Regions from separate parts of the Sus scrofa genome. Here region 2 is linked to region 1. A link is a contact called in public Hi-C data. All regions are on one chromosome and are shown on one strand. Each heading gives the region's core, a stretch centred on a gene start, on an enhancer-like site or on the middle of the called end of the contact. The rest is flanking DNA. Distances are from core to core; before and after follow the strand shown.

Region 1 (5,278 bases), core at 1,857-4,356:
GGCCTCCAGCCAAGAAAGCACAGTTCCCTGGCACCTTACCTCTCTCCACCACCAGCGGAGTCCCATTCCCTGTTCTGACACCCTGGCCCAGCACCACCACCCTGCACACATAGACACCGGCGTCACGGCCTCAGGTGTTTCAGATGTGCAGCTCAGCCTGGAGGTCCCAGAGGAAGTGGGAAGAGGGGCCAGGTGGCCCCTGAACTCTGGGGTCCCATTCCTCACCTCCTTCCCTGGGGCCAATTTGTCCCAGTACCATGTGACAGAGCCAATGGCCAATCTCCTCTGGCTGGCGTTGAAGGAACAGGCAGGAAGGCAGGGGTGCCCTCCTGAGTACAGATCTCAGGAGGCTGGGACACCCAGAGAGCACAGGATCCTGGGGGCAGAGAGAAGTCCCAGAGAAATGCCTCCCCAGTCACTCAAAAGAGAAAAGGCAAGAGAGCTTGCAGAACATTCCAGCTGTCCCCCCACCCACAGAGGCCCAGAGGGACAAGCATTTTAAATGTCTCATTAAACCCTTTCCTCTTTACCAATCTACTTTCCTAAGATTGCTTATTAAATAGGTTGTCAAATTCTTTCTCCTACCAGCTCTCACCCTCATCCTTGGTCCCATCATTCTCCGCTAGTATCTTTTTGCGGAAATTTAACCCATGACAACGAAGTTGAAGCTCATGAATGAATGTGGCTGCCTAGTTAATGAATATCATTAATTATGTTATTCCAGATATTATTTTAGTACTAAGAGCATTCTGTAGGATACCACCCTTGCTACTTTCTGTTGCTTTTGTTGTTGAAGAGCGTTAACTAATTACATCTCTAGGGGAAGGCATGGCTGTAACTGGTTGAAATCCCTATTTGAGACCCCAGTATGGATCCTTCATCCAAACTGATGAATTAAGCCAATTCTTAAAATCCTTGTTTAAATTCTCTGGTTAATTCTTCTATTTCAATGATTCTCAAACTTGAGGGTACATGGGATCACCAGGAGTGTTTTGTTAAAACAGATTCCCATGGGACTTCCTGTTGTGGCTCAGCGCTAATGTACCCAATAAGTATCCATGAGGATATGGGTTTGATCCCTGGCCTCGCTCAGTGGGTTAAGGATCTGGTGTTGCCGTGAGCTGTGGTGTAGGTCGCAGATGCATCTCGGATCCCATATTGCTGTGACTGCGGCATAGGCTGGCTCTGATTTGACCCCTGGCCCGGGAACTTCTGTATGCTGAGGGTGAAGCCCTAAAAAGCCAAAAAAGCCAAAAAAGCCAAAAAAAAAAAAAAAAAAAAGAGAGAGAGAAAGAAAGAAAAGAAAGGAAAGGAAAAGAAAAATGCAGAAAAGGAAAAAGAAATACTAAAACAGATTCCCTGGCCCTATCCTAGAATTTTTTCTTGAGTGGGTCTGGAGTAGGCCCAAGAATTTGTCCCAGGTCCCAGCTGATGCTGACACTGCAGGTCCAGGGTCCACACTTAATTTAGTTAATTAATATGTTTGATAATTAAAATCAGTTTCATTAAGAAACTCCACTTAGATCTAATTAGGTCTCCCAAATTCCTAATTGTATCTAGATCTTAGATAGTAAGCCTTGTTTAATAGGCTTATTAAATTCATTGAATTAAAACTTACCCCTTAAAAAATTTGACCCCTTCTTTCAAGCTCTTTTCACTAGTTGTGGGATGGAAGCTGGGCAGCAACTCTCTCAGGGGTGACATGGAGGGAACTGTGAACTAGGGGAGTCCTTGGGGTATCGGCTTTACAGAGGGACCCGCTGCTCCCACTCTCCTTTCCTCACCACATCCCTTGGGGCTCACTGTTCAGCCTCCACCACATCTGCTCCCCTGGGACATCTGTGTCCAGCCTCCCTCATCCTCCCTCCTCCCAGCCCCAACCCCTTAGGGTCCTGGAAACAAATCCTGTCACCTGAATGGACCCTGATCAAGATGAGCAACAGCATCCGGGCCATGGTGAAGGGTGTTCCTGTTGATGAGGGGGACCTGAGCAGTGAGGGCTGAGTGGAAAAAGAATGACCCACCGCTGGTGACCAGGCCTTTGGTCACTGGATGGGGGTAGGGACATTCCTATGACACACACAACTCACACATCACTTACCAAGGACCTCAAGTCCCTAGGACCTTGGACATCCTGGCTCCCTGATGAAAGAGGATGCTGCTGACGGCGATATCTGGGTCGCTAGGAGGTGGGGGCAGCATGTGGGCAGGTTGCCTAAGCGTTTGAGGGGGAGGGTGGGGCTTAGATGGCTGGTGACGTTAGGGTGGGTGGACGGGCGAGACCAGGATGTGGTTCCCCCATCTTCTGAGGTTCAAGACCAACCTTTTACCAAGAATAAGCCTCCAAGAACTTTTCTGTGCCCTGAGCTAACCTACTTCCCCTTCTCTGGGCTCAGTAGCACCCAGGTCCACCCCATCCATTCCCTTTCCCACGGCTGCTCTAGAAATTCTATAAATGGGAGGATTAGCAGAAGTCAGCTGATTGGTGTTGGCGGCCTGGGTGTTGCTAGGGACTTTGTGGAAGCTGCATTTGCATAGCAATCACCCTGTTTCACTTAGACCGTGAGGACTTGGGTGGATTGGCGGAGTGAGTGCAGCGGATGGAGAAGTTTGGCTTCCTTCAGATTCAGAACGCTGTCAAAGGAATACACCTCGCTCAGAGGTCTGTGTAACAAGCGTGTTCTGCACAGATTTATCACCCACTGATAAATTCACTCTTTTTTATTTTTTATTCATTATTTAGCTAACATTTGTTGAGAAATTACAAAATGCCCACATTACACGAAATGCATTTTTACAGACACAAATGAAAGACACATTGCGTTGCAAGTAACTCCAAAGTCATATAGGGAGTGTGCCATACACTCTTGTGTATTACACACCTGCATTAGATAACACAGCACCTAAGAAAGACAAATGACTGTAATATGCTGGGTGAAACCTGCCCAGCCCTCACCACACATTTTTCTCTCTGGCTCCTTTATACGAATACACACTCTTTCTTTCTGTCCATATTCCTAGCTCCGTGTCACAATACATTCATAAACTGTGCAGTTCCCATCTTCCACTGCAGTAATCACGAGCTCTTTTTTTTTTTTTTTTTTGAAAAGTAGTAATTTTTATCATTAAGAATGCTAAGGATCTGGCATTGCCATGAGCTGTGGTGTAGGTCGCAGATGCGGCTTGGATCTGGAGTCGCTGTGGCTGTGGTGTAGGCCAGCGGCTACAGCTCCGACTAGACCCTTAGCCTGGGAACCTCCACATGCCGTGGGTGTGGCCTTAAAAAAACTAAAACAAAAGAATGCTGATTTGGAGTCAGTTTGTTTTCTCACGCCAGCCCCCTACAAAATAGTTACACAATCTTTTTATCTTTTCAGGGCAACACCCAGACATACGGAAGTTCCCAGGCCAGGGGTCGAATCAGAACTACAGCTTCAGGCTTACACCACAGCTCATGACAACACCAAATTCTTTTTTTTTTTCTTTTTTCTTTTAGTCTTTTCTAGGGCCACACCCACAGCATATGGAGGTTCCCAGGCTAAGGGTCTAGTCGGAGCTGTAGCCGCTGGCCTACACCACAGCCACAGCGACTCCAGATCCAAGCCGCATCTGCGACCTACACCACAGCTCATGGCAACGCCAGATCCTTAACCCAATGAGCGAGGCCAGGGATAGAACCCGAAACCTCGTGGTTCCTAGTCGGATTTGTTAATCACTGGGCCACGACGGGAACTTGACAACACCAGATTCTTAACCCATTGAGCAAGGCCAGGGGTCGAACCCACATGCTCATGGATTCTAGTTGGATTCGTTTCTGCTGCGCCACAGCGGGAACCCCGACTAGTTACATAATCTCGAACAAATTGTTGAACCTCTATAAACCACCTAGACAGGCATGGGTACCACACAGTCGGGGCAGGACTCACAGCCATTCTCCATCAGTGGAGTGGCTGCATCTTCCAGACCATCTAACCAGAGGGTGTGGAACTGAGGTGCCATGGCAAGGCAAGGGCTGCCCCCTGGCGGTCACAGAGCACGGGGAGAACTGAGGCACCAATAGATGGCTTTTCTCAACCAGGCCTTAATTCCAGCATCTGCCCTGTCCAAAGAGTCAATGTGAAGAAAATTGTCTCTTCTGCTCAACCATGAGAACCCCGTAGTTTGGGGAGGGAAGGTCAGTACCAGTAGAGTGGGTGTGAGGAGCTGGAATGGGCAACTGGCTTGGGGACAAAACTCCATATTTCACAGGGCATACTCAATCACATAGCACTGCTCCAAGTTCCAGAGTAATGCGGCTTAGAAGTCAAGTCATCATAAATTGGAATCATGGCTCTACTGCTTACACATCTGTAAGATGGGAGTAGCATCTGTCAATTTTCAGACCACACTGTGGTGGAGGCTTAGTGTATGTCTGTCCCTAGAGTCTCCCAGTCCTGTTTGACCAGTGGTATAGCTGGGCTGGAACTCAAAGGTATCTTGCTCTCTCCACCTCTTTCTCTACCTAAGATTTCCAATATCAAAAAATATTGTGGATTCTAAAGAAAGTACTTGGAGTTCCCTGGTAGCTCAGTGGGTTAAAGATCCAGTGTTGTCACCGCTGTGGCCTGGGTCGCTACTGGGGTGTGGGTTTGATCCCTGGCCTGGAAACTCCTGCATGCCAAGGGCATGGCCAAAAAAATTAAGACAGTGATTGCATTTATTTATTTATTTATTTATTTATTTATTTATTTACTTAGAATTTTTAGGGCCACAACCACAGCATATGGAAGTTCCCAGGCTACTGGCTGAATTGGAGCTGTAACTGTCAGCCTACACCACAGCAACAAGGGATCTGAGCCATGTCTGCGACCTACACCACAACTCACGGCAAGCCAGATTCTTAATCTAATATGTGGGGCCAGGGGTCAAACCTGCATCCTCATGGATACTAGTTGGGTTCATTACCACTGAGACACATCAGGAACTTCAGTTATTGCATTTTTTTTAAGTCCATCTAGAATAAATTCTGGTGTGGATTCAAGGATCCTTTTTTTTTTTTTTTTTTTTTTTTTTTTTTTTTTTGTCTTTTGTCTTTGTTGTTGTTGTTGTTGCTATTTCTTGGGCCGCTCCCGCGGCATATGGAGGTTCCCAGGCTAGGGGTGGAATCGGAGCTGTAGCCACCGGCCTACGCCAGAGCCACAGCAACGCGGGATCCGAGCCGCGTCTGCAACCTACACCACAGCTCACGGCAACGCCGGATCGTTAACCCACTGAGCAAGGGCAGGGATCGAACCCGCAA
Region 2 (5,278 bases), core at 1,248-3,747, 52 kb after region 1:
GATAAGCCGTTGTTTCTCAGAAGGGATGCTGACAGAGGCAGCAATGTGCTCCTTAAACTCCTTTACATTCATCTATAAGGAAGAGGAGACATGAATAAGAATCAGGGAATGGAAAAAAAAAAAGGACGGAGGAGGGACAACTGACCTGTGAGGGGTAAAAACCATCCCATCATCAAATCACTACCAATCTGTCTGTTTTTTTTTTTTTTTAATTTTCTTCATCTTTTTTTTTCCTTTTAGGACCGCACTCACAGCATATGGAAGTTCCCGGGTTAGGGGTGGCATCGGAGTTGCAGCTTCTGGCCACAGCCACAGCCACAGCCATGCTGGATACAAGCTGGATCTGTGACCTACACTACAGCTCACGGCAACGGCAACGCCAGATCCTTAACCCACTGAGCCAGGCCAGGGATTGAACCCTCATCCTCATGGATACTAGTCTGGTTCATAGGCTGCTGAGCCACAACGGGAACTCCCAATTTGTCTTAATTGTGAGGTAATCATTGTGCAAAGCCCTGAACTAAGGCAACATTTGTCAAAACACAGACATTAAACATATAAAACTCCAGGTTATGGACCTAAGAGAAAAATTACAGGGCTGATAAAGAGAAAAGCCCATGGACATTCCCTTCTGTCCTTGACTTCCAAAAGAATGTGTCTGTCTAAAGATACCAGTGACCCCCTCCTCAAGCACAAAATGATACAACTCTGTACTCTCAAAGATAAAACAATGACAAAGACACCGTGGTGAAGAATCTAGTTAAGGAAAGAAGACTCAAGCAAGAAAAAAGAAAAAGGAGCAAAACGGAAAAACATTTTTCCTAACTAGACAACTAACTCCACTTGGGAAGTACCAAACTATTTACATACCCAATCACAAAAGCCTATAGAGTTTCCCTAAATACATGTTTTAAAACTATGGGTCAACCCCCTCATGATCTTTTCTACAACTATTAGAGAAGTAATGCCACAGACAGCTGTGTCCATGACATCAAACTCAAAAGATTCAAATTACATCATAAATATCAGTAATTCCACTCAACATTCTATTAGGACTCCACCTGCATTAAAGGACCCCAATTCTATTCTTTAAAAACACAGTACAGGCCTTGCCAATTTTTCTTCTTAAGACACACTTGCATTTTAGGTTCTGTTCAAAGGACAGGAACCATGTCTGTCCCTTTGAGCTGGGGTTCACTCATGATGTTGGCAGAGATTCCTCCTTCCTTCTTTCCTTCTACATTGAGTTTTACTGAGGTAAAAGAAAGCAGAAGAAAATCTGCCTCACACAACAGAAAGCATACACCAAACGTTCTGGCTACAATATTAACAAAAAAAAATCAATGAAAGAAAATCAGAAGACCAGAAGATAAGACTCTTATCTCAGAAAAAGGAACCTACAAAAAGAGTTAATAGGTGTCTTCCAGAAGTACTGGGGTCTCACCTGGGCCCCCACAATAAAGGTCCGGGTCTGAGAGTCCAGGGTCTTCACCAGCACCTCCAGGCTTTCAGGCTCTTCCATAGTGGTACTGGTACTATCATTGGGCTCCATGGCCGACAGCTCTCTAAGGAAGAATGGAGGGAGGGAGGCCCGCTGTCGCCCAGAGCAGATTTTTATATACCCGGAAGCCACCCCGGCCAGAGACTCCGCCCCCACACCTGAAGAGTTTCTCTCACACAAGCACACACTCTCACACCCGCCCCCAGCCCCTTTCTGATTCCGGGGCACAGAGAGAGAAACACAAAGGGCAAGAGATCGACGGCACAGGGAGGTGGAGGACGGGAGGTGGGAGGGGCTCCACGATGCCAATCACAATAAAGGAGGGCCAGTCTGGCTAGGAAACAGGGAAGGAAACACAGGACCAGTGTCATCACCGGTCGCGATAGGATAAGGGCCCGAGAAGTCGTCAAGCCCAGGGACAACGCGAGAGCGAGGGTCGCGCCACTCTGCGGAGAAAGTGGTTTCGCGCACGCGCGCCACGCCACGCCCGTCGAACCCGCTTAAGTCACGACGGACTCGAGATAATGGACACTCACAGGGGGCCAGAACTGCTAGCTGACTGCCCCCCTCTTCTACCTTCCCTCGGTGCTCTAGCAGAGCGGCGCAACCAACACACACACACACACACACACACACACACCCCACACACACACCACACACACCCACTCACACTCCTCCACCCGCGGCTCCGCCCCCGACTTCCCCACGGTACCGTCACTTCCGGTCTCCCCCAACCTGCCACCGACGGTCACTTCCGTTTCCCCGATAGTATTTGGGGATCGCGAGGCGGTACTTCCGGCTCCCCCAGGTCCCCAAGCTTTACTTTTGTAGGGCACGAAGATTAAGTTATCAGCCCCAAACTGAGTTCCTGGGGGCGAGACGGGCCGGGGCCGGCCTAGATGGGAGGGAGCCGAGCACCCCGAAGAGCCGCCGCCGCCACCGTCTCCCGGGGTACCTCACTGCGCCTGCGTGCGTCGCACTACGCATGCGTACACACTTCGGCACCGCCCCACCCCCTCCGGCCCTGTTCATTTCTCCTGTGCGCGCGCGCTTAAGCAGTAGGGGGTTGTGGTGGCCGCTATAAATGCCTGAAGAAAAAAATTACAAAGTGAGACTCTTCGACTGCCTCGAGGGGGGTTTTGAACAGTTGTATGGAGTTTGGAATCTGGAGCCTGAGAGTTGTGCCTCGCTAATTTACGTTAAAGTTTTGGCCTGCAGAGAAGTTGAGGCGGCACTGACCAGGCCACCTAGAATTCTGTCAGCCTCTCACAATCGCTCTCGCTGCGCCGCTCCTTCGGCGCCTCCGGAAGTCACCCTTTCCATAGGCGGTTGGAGGTGGTTCTCGAGCTGACTTTCCTGCGGTGGCGTCGTTGGGCCTGACCTCGGTGGGCCTGACCTCGGTTTTGCCCGTGGGCGTTTTGTGGAGCGTGGGCGCCATGTTCCTTCCCGCGGTGTGCGGCCGCGGGGGGACATTATCATGTTTTGGAAAAGTTGAGGATTTACTACCTTTCAGGACGTTTGTTTATAAAAAAGGACGCCTCCGAGATTGGGAATTGGGAGCAAATGGAGTCAGACTGGACTGAAACGCAAGACTCTAACCTTGGGGAATTGAAAGGGCCGCCTAATGGCTTCTGCAGGCCTGAGGTCTGGGGGGTTACCGTCCCCTCTGCTCTCCCCCCTTCCCCCCGCCCCTTGGGCAAGGGCCTCGTTTCCGCGGTGCTGCCGAGGTCCCTGTCTCCAGTGCCCAACCTTTCTGGGCTTCATATTATACCCATCTCAGTACTGTTTGAGTTAAGAGTTATAAGGAGGACCTGTTTAGTGAGCGCCTAGTCTATGTCAGCCAGTTTGCTGAGGGTTTCACATATTGTCATACGTAAAAGCTTTTCAACATCTGAGCTAGTTATTACACACGTTTTATTGGTGAGTGCTCCTAGGGGAATGTAAGTGGCAGAACCGACCAAATCCAGGCCTACCAGACTCCCAAGCAGTTATACTTTACTCCCCCAATAACTTGTGTCTAATTTTTTATTATAAAAAATGTGAAACATTACCCCAAACAGTGTAATGAACCGTCATATACCCACCCAAATTTTGTTCTTTTAACCAAATCACAAGCCTATAGCAGTCCATGGGTTATAAATAATCTATAAAAGAAGTCTCATTAACTGCTCTCATTGTAATAACTAGCTCAGATGTGGAAAGGCTTTTATATATGACACTTGGCACTACCCAATGACTGCCTCTTGACGATTCTTTCCTTGCCTCTTATTATTTGAGAACTTAATTCCCCCCCAGAGACTATAAAGTGCTTTACAAACATTACTATTAATTATAGCGAATGTTTACTTTGGACTTAGAATGTGCAGGCCTTCGCTAAGGGCTTTATCTGCATTAGCTCTTTTAATCCTATAAGATTAATGATTTGCTCAATTTACAGATAAAAAACAGGCATAAAGATTAACAAAATTGTCGAAGATCTATAAGTAACAGAAATTAGAGTTTGGACCCACTCTGTCTGACACCACTGTCCATTCTTTTTAAGCACTAGATTATGTGGCCTCTTACCTGTAGTAATAAACAGTGAGTGAATGAATTAATGTGTCAGCAAACTTTGGGGAGGGCATAATATTGTTTCCCCAATAATAACTTAAGAGAGAAAGCCTCCCATCCACCATGCTCCAGCACCCAGTTCACACCTGTTCTAAAGCACTTACCAGCTTGTACTGCAATAATTTGTTTAGATATCTAGTTTTCCTTAGACTGACATCTTTAAGGCCAGGGACTGTGTCTTACTCATTTTTATGTTCCCAGGGCTTAGCCAGTTCCTGACAAGCAGATGGAACTCAAAAATAGTTTGCTAAGTGAATGGATGAAAGACTCAAATCCGACTCTTCAATACTGCACAGCCCAGCAAATAGCCAGCTCAGATGTGGGTTGAAACAGCACAAGCTTCTACTGGAGGGCTCAGCTCTCCTTATAACTCCTCAGAGACCCTAGATATGCCACGATGTATTGTGGAGTGGCTGCATTTAGAAGAGGGGGAGGAAAGCCCAAACACTGTTAGTAATCCAGGCTTGGGGTGGAAAACAAGGTTGAAGTTACTCATTAGCAGGTGAAAGGGTCAAGGGTCGAGGCAAGGGGGCTGGAAGCATAGTGGACTGAGCAGCTAGTGGGGGAGAACAGTTAAGGCACCAGCCACTCCACGCGGAGCACCAGTTCCCTCTTGCCTGAAGATGTTCCACCAGATTTGGGCAGCTCTACTCTACCTCTATGGCATTCTCCTTAACTCCATCTACCAGTGCCCTGAGCACAGTCAACTGACAACTGGAGGAGTGGATGGGAAAGAGGTATGAACTAAGAATTTGGGAAGCTTTGCAGGGGGCAGTGGTGGGGTGGCTCCGAGGGAAGAGGGTGAGTGGCTTAGAATGACTAGAAAGGAAGGGAGGAAGAGGGTGTGAGTGTTGTGATGAAAGCAAGAACATTGAAAAAACATTAGTACTGTGGCCATCAATGGGAAGACAAGGTAGAATTGGGGGGTGGGGTTTACTGAGGAGGGACAAAGAGGAAAAGTCACTGAATGGATCTGACCCCCCCCCAAATTGGAAAAAGGCAGCCCTAAGTATTGCCATCCTGACTGATGAAGAGGTTGGATGGATTCTGTAGTGAGACCCACCTTCTGCTCCCCTCATCTCCAGTTCCCAGAGCCCCACCTGGGCCAGTGGTACTTTATCGCAGGGGCAGCTCCAACCAAGGAGGAGTTGGCGACTTTTGACCCTG

Evidence for each region. A called contact is a pair of places that touch in the nucleus more often than the background predicts.
Region 2: a Hi-C map of liver shows a contact between it and region 1, with 2.8 times the contacts expected there. The contact joins the promoter of BAG6 here to the promoter of NCR3 in region 1. A contact is called at or near these places in 1 of 5 promoter capture datasets (fetal skeletal muscle), 2 of 47 Hi-C or Micro-C datasets (blood and liver) and 1 of 2 datasets of contacts at active chromatin or transcription factors (alveolar macrophages).

What each region holds. Positions count from the first base shown.
Region 1 is chr7:23,713,882-23,719,159 of Sscrofa11.1, forward strand. NCR3 (natural cytotoxicity triggering receptor 3) reads right to left here and starts at 3,107. Exons shown (of 5, transcript XM_013977630.2): 1 at 2,102-3,107; 2 at 1,913-2,000; 3 at 226-376; 4 at 40-101. The coding sequence starts at 1,955. It also overlaps a transcript of AIF1 not described here.
Region 2 is chr7:23,766,162-23,771,439 of Sscrofa11.1, forward strand. BAG6 (BCL2 associated athanogene 6) reads right to left here and starts at 2,498. Exons shown (of 26, transcript NM_001145382.1): 1 at 2,237-2,498; 2 at 1,445-1,565; 3 at 1-72. The coding sequence starts at 1,552. APOM (apolipoprotein M) reads left to right here and starts at 4,684. Exons shown (of 6, transcript NM_001040640.1): 1 at 4,684-4,848; 2 at 5,197-5,278. The coding sequence starts at 4,735.